Regions from separate parts of the Sus scrofa genome. Here region 1 is linked to region 2. A link is a contact called in public HiChIP or PLAC-seq data. All regions are on one chromosome and are shown on one strand. The core of a region is the stretch at or near the end of the contact, and the rest is flanking DNA. Distances in the headings are between cores, read along the strand shown.

Region 1 (5,711 bases), core at 830-3,329, 240 kb after region 2:
GCTGAGCCACAATGGAAACTCCAAAATTGGTTTGTTTGGGTTTTTTTTTTGGCTGTACCCATGGCATGTCGAAGTTCCCCGGGCCAGGGACTGAACCTGTGGCACAATAGTGACCAGAGCCACAGCAATGAAAACACCAGATCCCTAACCCACTGAGCCACAAGGGAACTCCACTTTCTCTTCCTTGAGATACTTTCCTTTTTTCTACTTTCTTTCTTCTCTCTCTCTCTCTTTTTTTTTTTTTTTTTTTTTTTTAGCTTTTTAGGGCCGCACTTGTGGCCCATGGAGGTTCCCAGGCTAGGGGTCTAGTCAGAGCTGTAGCTGCCAGCGTACACCACAGCCATAGCAACTCGGGATCTGAGACACATCTGCAAGCTGCACCACAGCCCATGGCAATGCTGGATCCTTAACCCAGTGAGTGAGGGCGGGGATCGAACCCGCAACATCACAGGTACTAGTCGGATTCATTTATACTGCTCCACCTTGGGAACTTCCTCTTCTACTTTCTTGACATCACCCTCTCTTAGTCGCTCAATGTCCATTTATTCCCAGTCTCCTCTGCTGCCTCCCTCTTTTCAGCTCAGCTTCTGAACTTTGGCATGCCCCTGCTTCACTATCCTCATGGGTAATTGTACAATTTTTCTCTTGAAGGTTGTTGTGAGAATTGCCCGAGATAACATATGTGTGACTTTTTTTTTTTTTTTTTTTCCCAGAGGCATATGGAGTTCCCAGGCCAGGAATCAGATCCGAGCCACAGTTTCAACCTAAGCCAAAACTGCAGCAACGCTGGATCCTTAACCCACTGTGCTGAGCCCAGGATAGAACCTGCGTCCCAGGGCTCCCAAGACACTGCTGATCCTGTTGCACCACAGCAGGAACTCCAACATGTGTGACTTAAAATATCCTTCCTTTTCCTCCATGAATTATAAGTATGTCTCTTGCCTCAGTCTGATGAGAAGATAAGTCACACTTTCTTCCAGACACTCATCAGGAGGCTCCAGTGTCCAGGGAACAGGCTTTGGGGAAGATGGTTTCCCACAAAGGTGAAATACGACAGACACCAATGTGGATCTCTGGAAATCTGGATCTAAGAAAAGTCCCAATGCCTCTCCCATAGCCGGTCACATCTTGGAGGAAAATTCCTTTCTCACCTGTCTCTCCACTACACTGGAAGCTTCCAATAGGCAGCACTATGCTTAGTGCATCTGCGCTTCCTCTTGTTGGGCCCTGGAACATAGTGGTGAATGCTTACAAAAGATCAGTCCCAGCCCCCTGCACTGTTTGCACATTTGCCTCTGATCCCCATAACAGCCTGAGGCACTGCCAGTCCAGAGAATATTAGGTGCCATTTTACTGATAAAAAGAGAGGAACCGGAGTTCCCGCCATGGCTCAGTGGTTAACGAACTTGACTAGCATCCATAAGGATGCAGGTTCGATCCCTGGCCTAGCTCAGTGGGTTAAGGATCCCCTGTAGCTGTGAGCTGTGGTGAGGTCGCAGACGAGGCTCAGATCCAGTGTTGCTGTGGCTCTGGCCTAGGCCGGCAGCTACAGCTCTGATTTGATCCCTAGTCTGGGAACCTCCATATGCCCTGGGTACGGCCCTAAAAAGACAAAAAAAGAGAGAGAAAAACGAAAGAGAGGATCAAGCTGTGAACTCAAGCTCTGAGGCCAACTCCCTGGGTTCAAGTCCGGCTCTTTCACGTAACAGATGTTTGGCAAAGCCATTTAAATTCTCTAAGCCTCCATTTCCTCACTGATTAGATGCGGGTAACACCTACTTCGCAGGATGGCTACCGTGATTAGAGAGGGATGGCATAAACCGTGTAACATATAATAAGCACGCAAGAAATGCCAGTTATTATTTCTATTCTCAGGCCAGCATCCTCTCCCCTCCCCAAACAGCAGATCCAAGACCTAAAAAGATTACTTCAAGGCTGCAACCCCGGGCCCCCTCCAGCCCCGGCTGCTGCTACGCCGCTTTAGGGTGCGATTGTAATTCCGCGCCTGCGCGGCCGGCGCGCCCCACGTGCCTCACGTAAACAACATAGTGCGCAGGCGCACCCCGCCGGCGCCCATTGGCCGGCGCCCCGCGGTCTCTGGAGCTGCGGGTGGGGGACGAGGGCCCTCCGGCTGCGGGCAGCTCCGCCCGGTCGGTTGGTCCGCGCGTTGCTTTGTGCGTGAGTCCGGGCCGCCGGTTTCGCCCTCGCCATGGCCCCCTGGCTGCAGCTGCTGTTGCTGCTGGGGCTGCTCCCGGACGCCGCTCCCGCCCCCAAGAAGCCCCGAGCGGCCGGCCCGCAGGCCAGGGAGCTGGCGTCCCCGGAGCTCCTGGCGCCCGCCCGCTTCGCCCTGGAGATGTACAACCGCGGCCGGGCTGCCGGGACGAGGGCCGCGTTGAGGGCCGTGCGCGGACGCGTCCGCCGGGTGAGGACCCACTCGGGGCGGGAGCTCTCCGGTCCGGAGCGAGCGGGGCCCTCGTCGGAGGGCTGGGAACTTGGGGCGAGGGCGTTGGACGCCAGACCTGGGGAGGGGGCTAAACTTGGGGCGGGGGCGTTGGATCTCTAGTGATTGGGAAGAGGAAGGGACATGGTGGATCTGTCGACCCAGTGAAAGCCGGACGAAGGAGGGAGTGGCTCTGGGTGCCTCATCCTTCCTTCCATCCAGGCGGGCCGGGGGTCGCTGTACTCCCTGAAGGCCACTCTGGTGGAGCCTCCCTGCAACGACCCTACCGTGTGCCAGCTCCCTATATCCAAGAAAACCCTGGTGAGTGATGGGGTTCCTGCGCTTTCCTGCCCCCGGACTGAGTCTGGCAGTCCTTTGGCTGATGGGTCAGGTTTCTAGAGGGAGCTTTTGAGGCCTCGGCTACTCCACCCTGAGTCCCTAACCAGGCCTGGACGGCTAGAGACCAAGATGCTGTGAAAGGGAGGGTGTCTGCCCGGCTCTCCACTCTGGGGGTGATTGCCTTGGAGCTGGTCTTCATCTGAGACCCCTCCAGCTCCTTCTTGCCGAGGCCTTGCTCCCAACCCAGTCCCCTGACTGGCTTCCTCATCTGCCTCCAGCTCTGCAGCTTCGAAGTCCTGGACGAGCTGGGAAAACACATGCTGCTGAGGCGGGACTGTGGCCCAGTGGATACCAAGGTTACAGGTGCTGGGACAGCCCAGGATGCTGGGAGAGCTCAGGTCACACCTCACCTAGGGTTCAGTCCTAACTCTTCTCTGTTGGAACCCTCTCCAGATGACACAAACGAGACTTTCAGTTCATTCCTCCCACTGTTGAACAAGGATCCCCTGCCCCAGGTGGGAAGCTGGCTGCTGCCTTATGTCCCCTCTCTTCCCCTCCCTGGTCAGTCTGAGAAGGACTCCTTGAAAAGACCCCTCTGCCTTTCCAGGACTTTTCTGTGAAGATGGCTTCGATCTTCAAGGAATTTGTCACCACCTATAATCGGACGTATGATACAAAGGAGGGTGAGGACCCAGCCTTGGCTGTAGCTGTCCCAGTCAGGTCAGGGCCTTCCCCCCAACTTGGCACCGTGGTGTTGGAGAGGGGAAGGGCACAAGAGATCCTTTCAAGGACGCCCTAAATTCCCGAGTTCTTGCTCAGCCTCCCAGGACCTGGCATCTGTCTCAGGTACCTGACCCCTTCTCCCATCTGGTTTTCAGAAACCATAGGTCTCCATCTTTCTGGATAAAGTGGGGTGGGGCAAAGGCCACATTTTCTCTGTTGGAGGACCCCCAGCAGGGTGGCCTTTGCCCACAACCTCCTGTCTGGGGGTGCCCTTAAGAGCCCGGGTTGGTTTTGTTTTCATAGCTGGCAAGTCATCACCCCAGTTCGTCCCCCCTCTTAACCCACTTGCAAGTCTGGCCCCCACCCCCACCTACCCCAGGGTGCCACCCTTTTTGAAATAAGCTTCAGGCCCGATCCAGAGCCCACCTTTGCCCCAGGGGAACTTCTGCCTCTTCTTATCCCCAAGCACCTCTCCTGCTAGGATCTGGGGCCCAAGCTTCTCCTCTCCTCTCCCCACAGAAGCCAGGTGGCGCATGTCCGTCTTCGCCAACAACATGGTGCGAGCGCAGAAGATCCAGGCCCTGGACACTGGCACAGCTCGGTACGGGGTCACCAAGTTCAGTGACCTTACAGGTAGGGGTGGCGGCCAGAGTCCTCATGGTGCCTGGAAGCGACAGGGCCTGCTCCCGAGGCCCCCAGCCAGGACCGGCTTCCAACGCTTTTCCCCATCCCCCGGCCCGCTCGGCCCGCAGAGGAGGAGTTCCGCACCATCTACCTGAACCCCCTCCTGCAAGAGGAGCCCGGCCGGAAGATGCGCCTCGCCAAGTCCGTCTCCAGCCTTCCTCCCCCCGAGTGGGACTGGAGGAAAAAGGGGGCTGTCACCAAAGTCAAGGACCAGGTTGGAGCCCTAGAAGCCAGGGTGGGAGGCGAGGCGTCTGGAAGGGGCCCCGCCTGACTCCACCGTCTCCGCAGGGCATGTGCGGCTCCTGCTGGGCCTTTTCCGTCACGGGCAACGTGGAGGGCCAGTGGTTCCTGAAGCAGGGGACGCTGCTCTCGCTCTCGGAGCAGGGTGAGCCTCCCGCGCCTCCGCCCTGTCCCCGGCCCAGCTCCTCCGGCGGGCTCCTTGGGACTGGCCTTCTGTCTCCTAGAGCTCCTGGACTGCGACAAGGTGGACAAGGGCTGCATGGGCGGCTTGCCCTCCAACGCCTACTCGGCCATAAAGACTCTGGGTGAGCGTTCCTGGGGTTCAGGGTGGGGGGCAGCAGGCGCCCCAGTGCTCCCCTCAAGCAGTCGCGCTCCGGGGCAGCGTGTGTGCTGGGTCCAGGTCTTCACGCTGACCCTCGCCAGCTCAGACCTTGGGCACGTCAGCTCCCCTCAGAGCCTCCGCTGCCTCATCTGTGGGCCGGGGCGCCTCACGTCCCCCTTGGCCCTGAGGGCCACGTGAGGAAATGCCTGCGGAGGGGCTGGGACACAGCAGGGGGTCTTGGTCCCTTCACTGCCGGGACGTCTGTGTTTCTGCACTGCTGCTAAACCAGGTGGCGGCACACACACCAATCCCTTGAGGGGAGGTATTGCCCTCAATTGGCAGTGGGGGAGTTGCCGTCGTGGCTCAGTGGTTAACGAATCTGACTAGGATCCGTGAGGACGCAGGTTCAATCCCTAGCCTTCTTCAGTGGGTTAAGGATCTGGTATTGCTGTGGCTGTTGTGTAGGCTGGCAGCTATAGCTCAGATTTGACCAGTAGCCTGGGAAACTCCATATGCCATGGGTGCGGGCCTAAAAAGCAAAAAAAATTTAAAAAAATAATAATACGTGGGCTGTGGGCTGCAGTGGCAGGAGGATGCGCTGGCTGTGAGCCTGGTGGGGGTCTGGTCAGAGCGGGACAAGCAAGCCAAGGTCAGGCGTCCTAGAAACACTGGGAGAGCAAGGAGTCAGGAACACTGAGGGAGGTCCCTGTGGCCTGGTGGTTAAGGCATCGTCACTGCTGTGGTGCGGGTTGGATCCTTGGCCCGTGAACTTCCCCCTGCCTGGGGCATGGCCGAAAAAAAGTGGAGAGTTGAGTCCCATCCCTGCCGCATTTCTCAGTGGTGGCTCCCTCTGGGCCTCAGTTGTGCCATCTCTAGACTGAGGCCATTTCTTGCAGAGGAATGGGGCGCGGGGTGGGTGAAGAATGAGGGACCTTGTGGATGAGGCTTAGCACAGCCCCTGGC
Region 2 (5,395 bases), core at 1,728-4,227:
TATTATTATTTTTTTTTTTTTGGTCTTTTCTAGGGCCACACCTGCAGCATATGGAGGTTCCCAGGCTAGGGGTCTAATCAGAACTGTAGCTGATGGCCTACGCCAGAGCCACAGCAACACCAGATCCGAGCCTGTCATGTGCAACCTACACCAGAGCTCACGGCAATGCCGGATCCTTAACCCACTGAGCAAGGCGGGAGATCGAACCCACAAATTCATGGTTCCCAATCGGATTTGTTAACCACTGAGCAATGATGGGAACTCCCTATTATTATTTTTTTAATCTCTGTGTTTCATTTCAGATAGTTTCTGCTGCTGTGTGTTTTTTAAGTGTCTAATGTGCCATTAATACTATTCAGTGTAATCAGTATAATTTTCACCTCAGAGACATTAGTTTTCAACTTAAAATGTATTTGGGGTTCTTTTTAAAAAATACCTTCCACATCTTAGTATGTTCAATCTTTTTTCTAGTTCCCTAAACATATGGAAGACAATTATAACAACTTTTTTTGTTGTCAACTAATTTTATCTTCCATGTCGGTTCTGGATCAGTTTTGATTGGATCATTGATTGATCAACTGATTGAGTTTTCATTGTGGGTTGTATTTTCCTCTTCTTACCTTATTAGTTTTTTGTTAGAGTCAAGGCTCTACGAATATTACCTTAGTGGGTGCTGGATATTTTTGTATTCTTATAAATATTCTTGAATTTTTGTTCTGCGATGCCACTGAATTACTTGGAAACGACTTGATCCCTTCAGGTCCTGCTTCTGCTTTTGAGCTTTGTTAGGCCGAACCAGAGGAGTGTCTACTGTAGATGTAATTTTTCTCCATTCCTGAGGCAAGACTATTCTTAGTATTCTACCTAATACTCCATAAATTATGACTTTCCTCTCTGTTTGATGGGAATAGGTACTATTCCTGGCCCTGAGGAAGCTCTGCATTTTGTTCCCTCTAATCCTTCTGGGTGGTTCTTCACTGGGACAGTTTCTTCACCTGAATGAGCCGATCAGTATTCAGCTGAATACTGGAGAGAGGAACCTCTGGGTGCAGCTGTCTCGTCTCGTCTCCAGTACTCTGCCCTGAAAACCTACGCTGCTTTGGCATCCCTGGACTCCCAGCTTCATCTATTTAACTCAGAGAGCCCACTAGGCTCTGCCTAGATGCCTGTTCCCTACGCCCTAGCTTCCCTGCTTTTTCTAGGCAGTGTGTAAGACAATCGTAGGGCTCACTGTGTTTGTTTTCCATCTCAGGAATAGCTACCCCATTCATTGTCTGAGGCCCAAAGTCTTGAGAACCATTGTTTCATATGTTGTATTTTTTGTTGTTGTCCAGATTTTTGGTTATTTCGGGCAGGAGGGTCAATCTGGTCCCTGTTACTTTATCTTGGCCAGAAGTCACTGTATATAATTTTGCCCTTAATATCATTTATTTATTCATCTTTTACTTTAATATCAGAAAAGTCACTGAATATAATTTCACCCTTAATATTGTTTATTTATTCATCTTATACTTTAATTCCTGATTGTTACAAAGGGAGTTAGAGAAGTGGGCTTCAGCTGGAACACTACTACTACCTACACACAGAATCTGGAAATACATACAATTTCCCAGCTATGATTTCTCTTCACTCCTTAGAGAAGCCTGTAACTATCTGACCATCATCAGGGCAGAGACCCCAACTAATGCAACTCTCTATCTCCAGCATCCAAAAAGGTGAATGGGGAGTTCCCGCTGTGGTACAGTATAGTGGGTTAATGATCTGGCTTGTCTCTGTGGCCTTGACGGTTTGATCCCCAGCCCAGTGCAGTGGGGTAAGGATCTGGTGTTGCATAGCTGTGGCATAAGTCACAGCTGCAACCTGGATTCAACCCATGGCCCAGGAACTTCCATGTGTCATGAATATGGCCAAAAAACAGGGGGAAAAAGGTGAATAGATAAAAGTATGTTTTTCATTAGGCAAAGCTAAACATAAGAATTCCACCGTATTGTCATCATCACAAAAGTAGCTACGTGCTTAGCACTTTACATATATGATTGTATTCAAACCTCACAGTGATCATTTTAGGCATGTATCATGCCTGTTGTACTGACAAACTGAGACTTGGAAAGGTTAAATAGCTTCCACAAGAACGTCATGTAACCAGGTAGTGGCAGAAATGGAATTCAAGCAACATCGCTAACCATGCTCTTAGTTGCTATGTAATACTCAATTCTATAAAGTTTTTCTAAACCACAGGCTTCCATGCTGAAAGGCTAACCCGCGATTGCGCAGTCTAAAGCACCCGCACCTACCCACCTGTGTTCAGGGTTCCCACACTTCAACATGGAAGATTTCCATCAAAGTCTGGTTATTACTCTACGCTTACCTGCTTCACCTCACATGAGCAGTGGAGAAGAAACTGGTGCTGGGTGATCTCATGAAATGATTTATGCAGCTTGGTTGCAAATTCCTGTGTGTCAGATGCCTAAAATGGGCCAGAGATAGAATATGCTGAGTTCCAGTACTGCCAACCAAAGCTAAGTGCCCACAGGAAGTTTACATGGGGAGAGGCTGAGACAAAGAGAAAAGCAAACCACTGACATCCTTCGTGTTCCTCAGCTGTTACGGACACAGGAGAAGGAGGAAAAAGGTCTGGGTTATTTGACATGAGACAGGTAGTTGTGGCTCCTAAGCAAGATCTTTCAAACAAGGTCTTTGTTCTCCTCTCTTTAGGAGATAAATATCCCTGAGAGCCACCTGTTCAAGAAGAGGTTATATACACTGCTCTCCTCTAAAACAAGTTCCAAGAGAGGGGAGGTTCTACTTAATAACTGAGGCTGAAACAGGAACGTCTTCTAGGGAGAAAAAGAACAAAGTGACATAGTTTACACCCATCAAGAATGGGTCACAGCTTCCTCTCTTTAGTATAGAATTGTAGCATATTAGAGTCAAAGGGGACCACGTAATCACCTCCTACAATACACTAATTCTGTAGATGAAATTCAAAAAGGAGAAGTGACCCACCCAACTAGCACGTGTAGAAGTTAGGGCTGATTCTAGCATTGCCAGTATAGTGTTCTTCTCACTACCTCGTGCCATCCACATGATCCAGAAAGCTGAAGCTGTGAGAAGATGCACTAGATTATGAAGTTAATTGCTTTGACCAATTAACTCTGTTTATAGAAATTTATTCTGGGAAATAATTCAAAAGAAGCAAGATATCACATAAAGATATTAACTGAAGTACTATTTATACTGGCAGAAAGAATGTAAACAACTTAAACGTCTATCATTAGGGGAATGGTTTATTAAATTAGATTAAACCAACACAACAGGAATATTGGTTAAACACACAGCTGCAACCTGGTCCAGGGAATTTCCATATGCTGCAGGTGTGGCCAAAAAAAAAAAAAGATTGTTCAAACAGGGGGAAATATTAAATTACATGTGAATATAGAATATTTTGGTTATAATTATATAATGCAGATAATATACAAAGTCAAAAATTAAGTGATAAAATTTATTAGTTATTAATTTAAATTTTGTATATATTATACTACCTTTTCAAGAAAAAAAAGTATCAGAGCTCCTGCTGTGGCATAATGGAAATGAATCTGACTAGTATCCATGAGGATATGGGTTCGACCCCTGGCCTTGCTCAGTAGGTTAAAGATCCAGCATTGCTATAAGCTGTGGTGCAGGATGCAGACGCAGCATGGATCTGATGTTGCTGAAGCTGTGGCATAGACCGGTAGCTGCAGCTCTGATTTGACCCCAGCTTAGGGACTTCCATACACCACAGGTGCAGCCCTAAAAAGAAAAAAAAAAAGTACAAAAAAAAAGGAAGCAACCGATATGGAATGAATGCGTTACCCTACTGATAATACCAAATGGTCAGCACACATTGAAAGGAAGGAAGGAAAGAAACCAATATTTATTAAGAATCTACCATGTGTTATAAAGGTTCACATCCAGCCCTCTACTTCATAATAGCCCTGTGTGGGACTATTATTTTTTTCCAATTTGTAGATGAAATTCAGAGTTCAGGAGTTCCCGTCGTGGAGCAGTGGTTAACGAATCTGACTAGGAACCATGAGGTTGCAGTGCAGGTTCAATCCCTGGCCTTGCTCAGTGGGTTAAGGATCCTGCATTGCCGTGAGCTGTGGTGTGGGTTGCAGATGCGGCTCGGATCCTGCATTGCTGTGCTGTGCTGTAGGCCGGCGGCTACAGCTCCGCTTCGACCCCTAGCCTGGGAACCTCCATATGCTGCGGTAGTGGCCCAAGAAATGGCAAAAAAGACAAAAAAAAAAAAAAAAAAAAAAAAGAAGAAGAAAAGAAATTCAGAGTTCAGTAAAGGCCTAAGTCCACATAGCCAGCAAGTAAATGAGCCAAGGTTTGAACTCAGGCCTCTGTTCCCAAAACTTGTTACACTACTCCACACTGCTAAATACATGTAATCCTTACGGTTGCTCAGTTATTTCCAAAATGTTCTGTCACCATGAGGTAATAGAACCTTCTTCAATAAGAAGTTGGGAGGGGGGAGTTCCCTTCGTAGCTCAGTGGTTAAGGAACCTGACTAGGATCTATGAGGCTGTGGGTTCGATCCTTGGCCTCACTCCGTGGGTTAAGGATATGGGGTTGCCATGAGCTGTGGTGTAGGTCAAAGACGTGGCTCAGATCTGGCATTCCTGTAGCTGTGGCATAGGCCAGTGCCTACAGCTCCAATTCCACTGGGAGCTTCCATATGCCATGGGTGCGGCCCTAAAAAGCAAAAAAAGAAAGAAAGAAATTGGGAGGAATTCCCATTGTGGCTCAACAGTCATGAGCCCAACTAGTATCCATGAGGATGTGGGTTGATCCCTGGCCTCGCTCAGTGGGTTAAGAATCCGGTGTTGCTGCAAACTGCAGTGTGATGCAACATGGATCTGGTGCTGTGGCTGTGATTTAGGCTGGCAGCTGCAGCTCTGGTTTGACCCCTGGCCTGGTAACTTCCATATGCCACAAGTGTGGCCCTAAAAAGAAAGAAAAAAAAAAAAAAAAAAAAAAAAAACAGAAAACCCTGGCACTTTCAAACATCCTCATCTCCTACTAACTTGAAGCGTCTGGAGGCAGATCTTTCGGAAGTTGCTGCTGGTGCTTGCAGTCATGATACTCATGATGGAATTTACAGCCACTGAGAGTGAGGCTTGCAGTTTCTGATGAGCCTAGAGAACAAAACAAGTAAAGAGGGGACTTCAGTGTATAATAATTACAAGCTGCTGGTTCAGAGAATCCCAAAGGAACCAAAGATTTTAAAGCAGGATTTGAACAGTTCTTCCCCCACCATCAACAATACTGAGATCATAATATATACATGACACTTGGGAATTTAAATAAATAAAAAATGTTCTCTCCTTTCACAGAGGTGACTTAC

What was found. HiChIP or PLAC-seq counts read pairs in DNA pulled down with a chosen protein or histone mark.
Region 1: an H3K27ac HiChIP or PLAC-seq map of alveolar macrophages shows a contact between it and region 2. The contact joins the promoter of CTSF here to the enhancer-like site in region 2. A contact is called at or near these places in 2 of 5 promoter capture datasets (fetal skeletal muscle and liver), 6 of 47 Hi-C or Micro-C datasets (brain, embryonic fibroblasts, fetal skeletal muscle and 1 more) and 2 of 2 datasets of contacts at active chromatin or transcription factors (alveolar macrophages and skeletal muscle).

Annotation. Positions count from the first base shown.
Region 1 is chr2:5,853,004-5,858,714 of Sscrofa11.1, forward strand. CTSF (cathepsin F) reads left to right here and starts at 2,080. Exons shown (of 13, transcript XR_002341429.1): 1 at 2,080-2,422; 2 at 2,663-2,761; 3 at 3,058-3,142; 4 at 3,233-3,294; 5 at 3,387-3,462; 6 at 4,022-4,135; 7 at 4,255-4,400; 8 at 4,475-4,571; 9 at 4,651-4,731.
Region 2 is chr2:5,608,489-5,613,883 of Sscrofa11.1, forward strand. It overlaps C2H11orf80 (type 2 DNA topoisomerase 6 subunit B-like), which reads right to left. Exons shown (of 13, transcript XM_021082776.1): 10 at 5,076-5,186; 11 at 2,369-2,467. Among named protein-coding and RNA genes, the nearest start is that of RCE1, 16 kb to the left of the region's middle. Within about 2 kb of position 2,978, at least 1 of the 83 cell types and tissues checked has an H3K27ac peak or open chromatin away from gene starts, as enhancers often do. A contact at or near this core is called in alveolar macrophages, where this site is marked.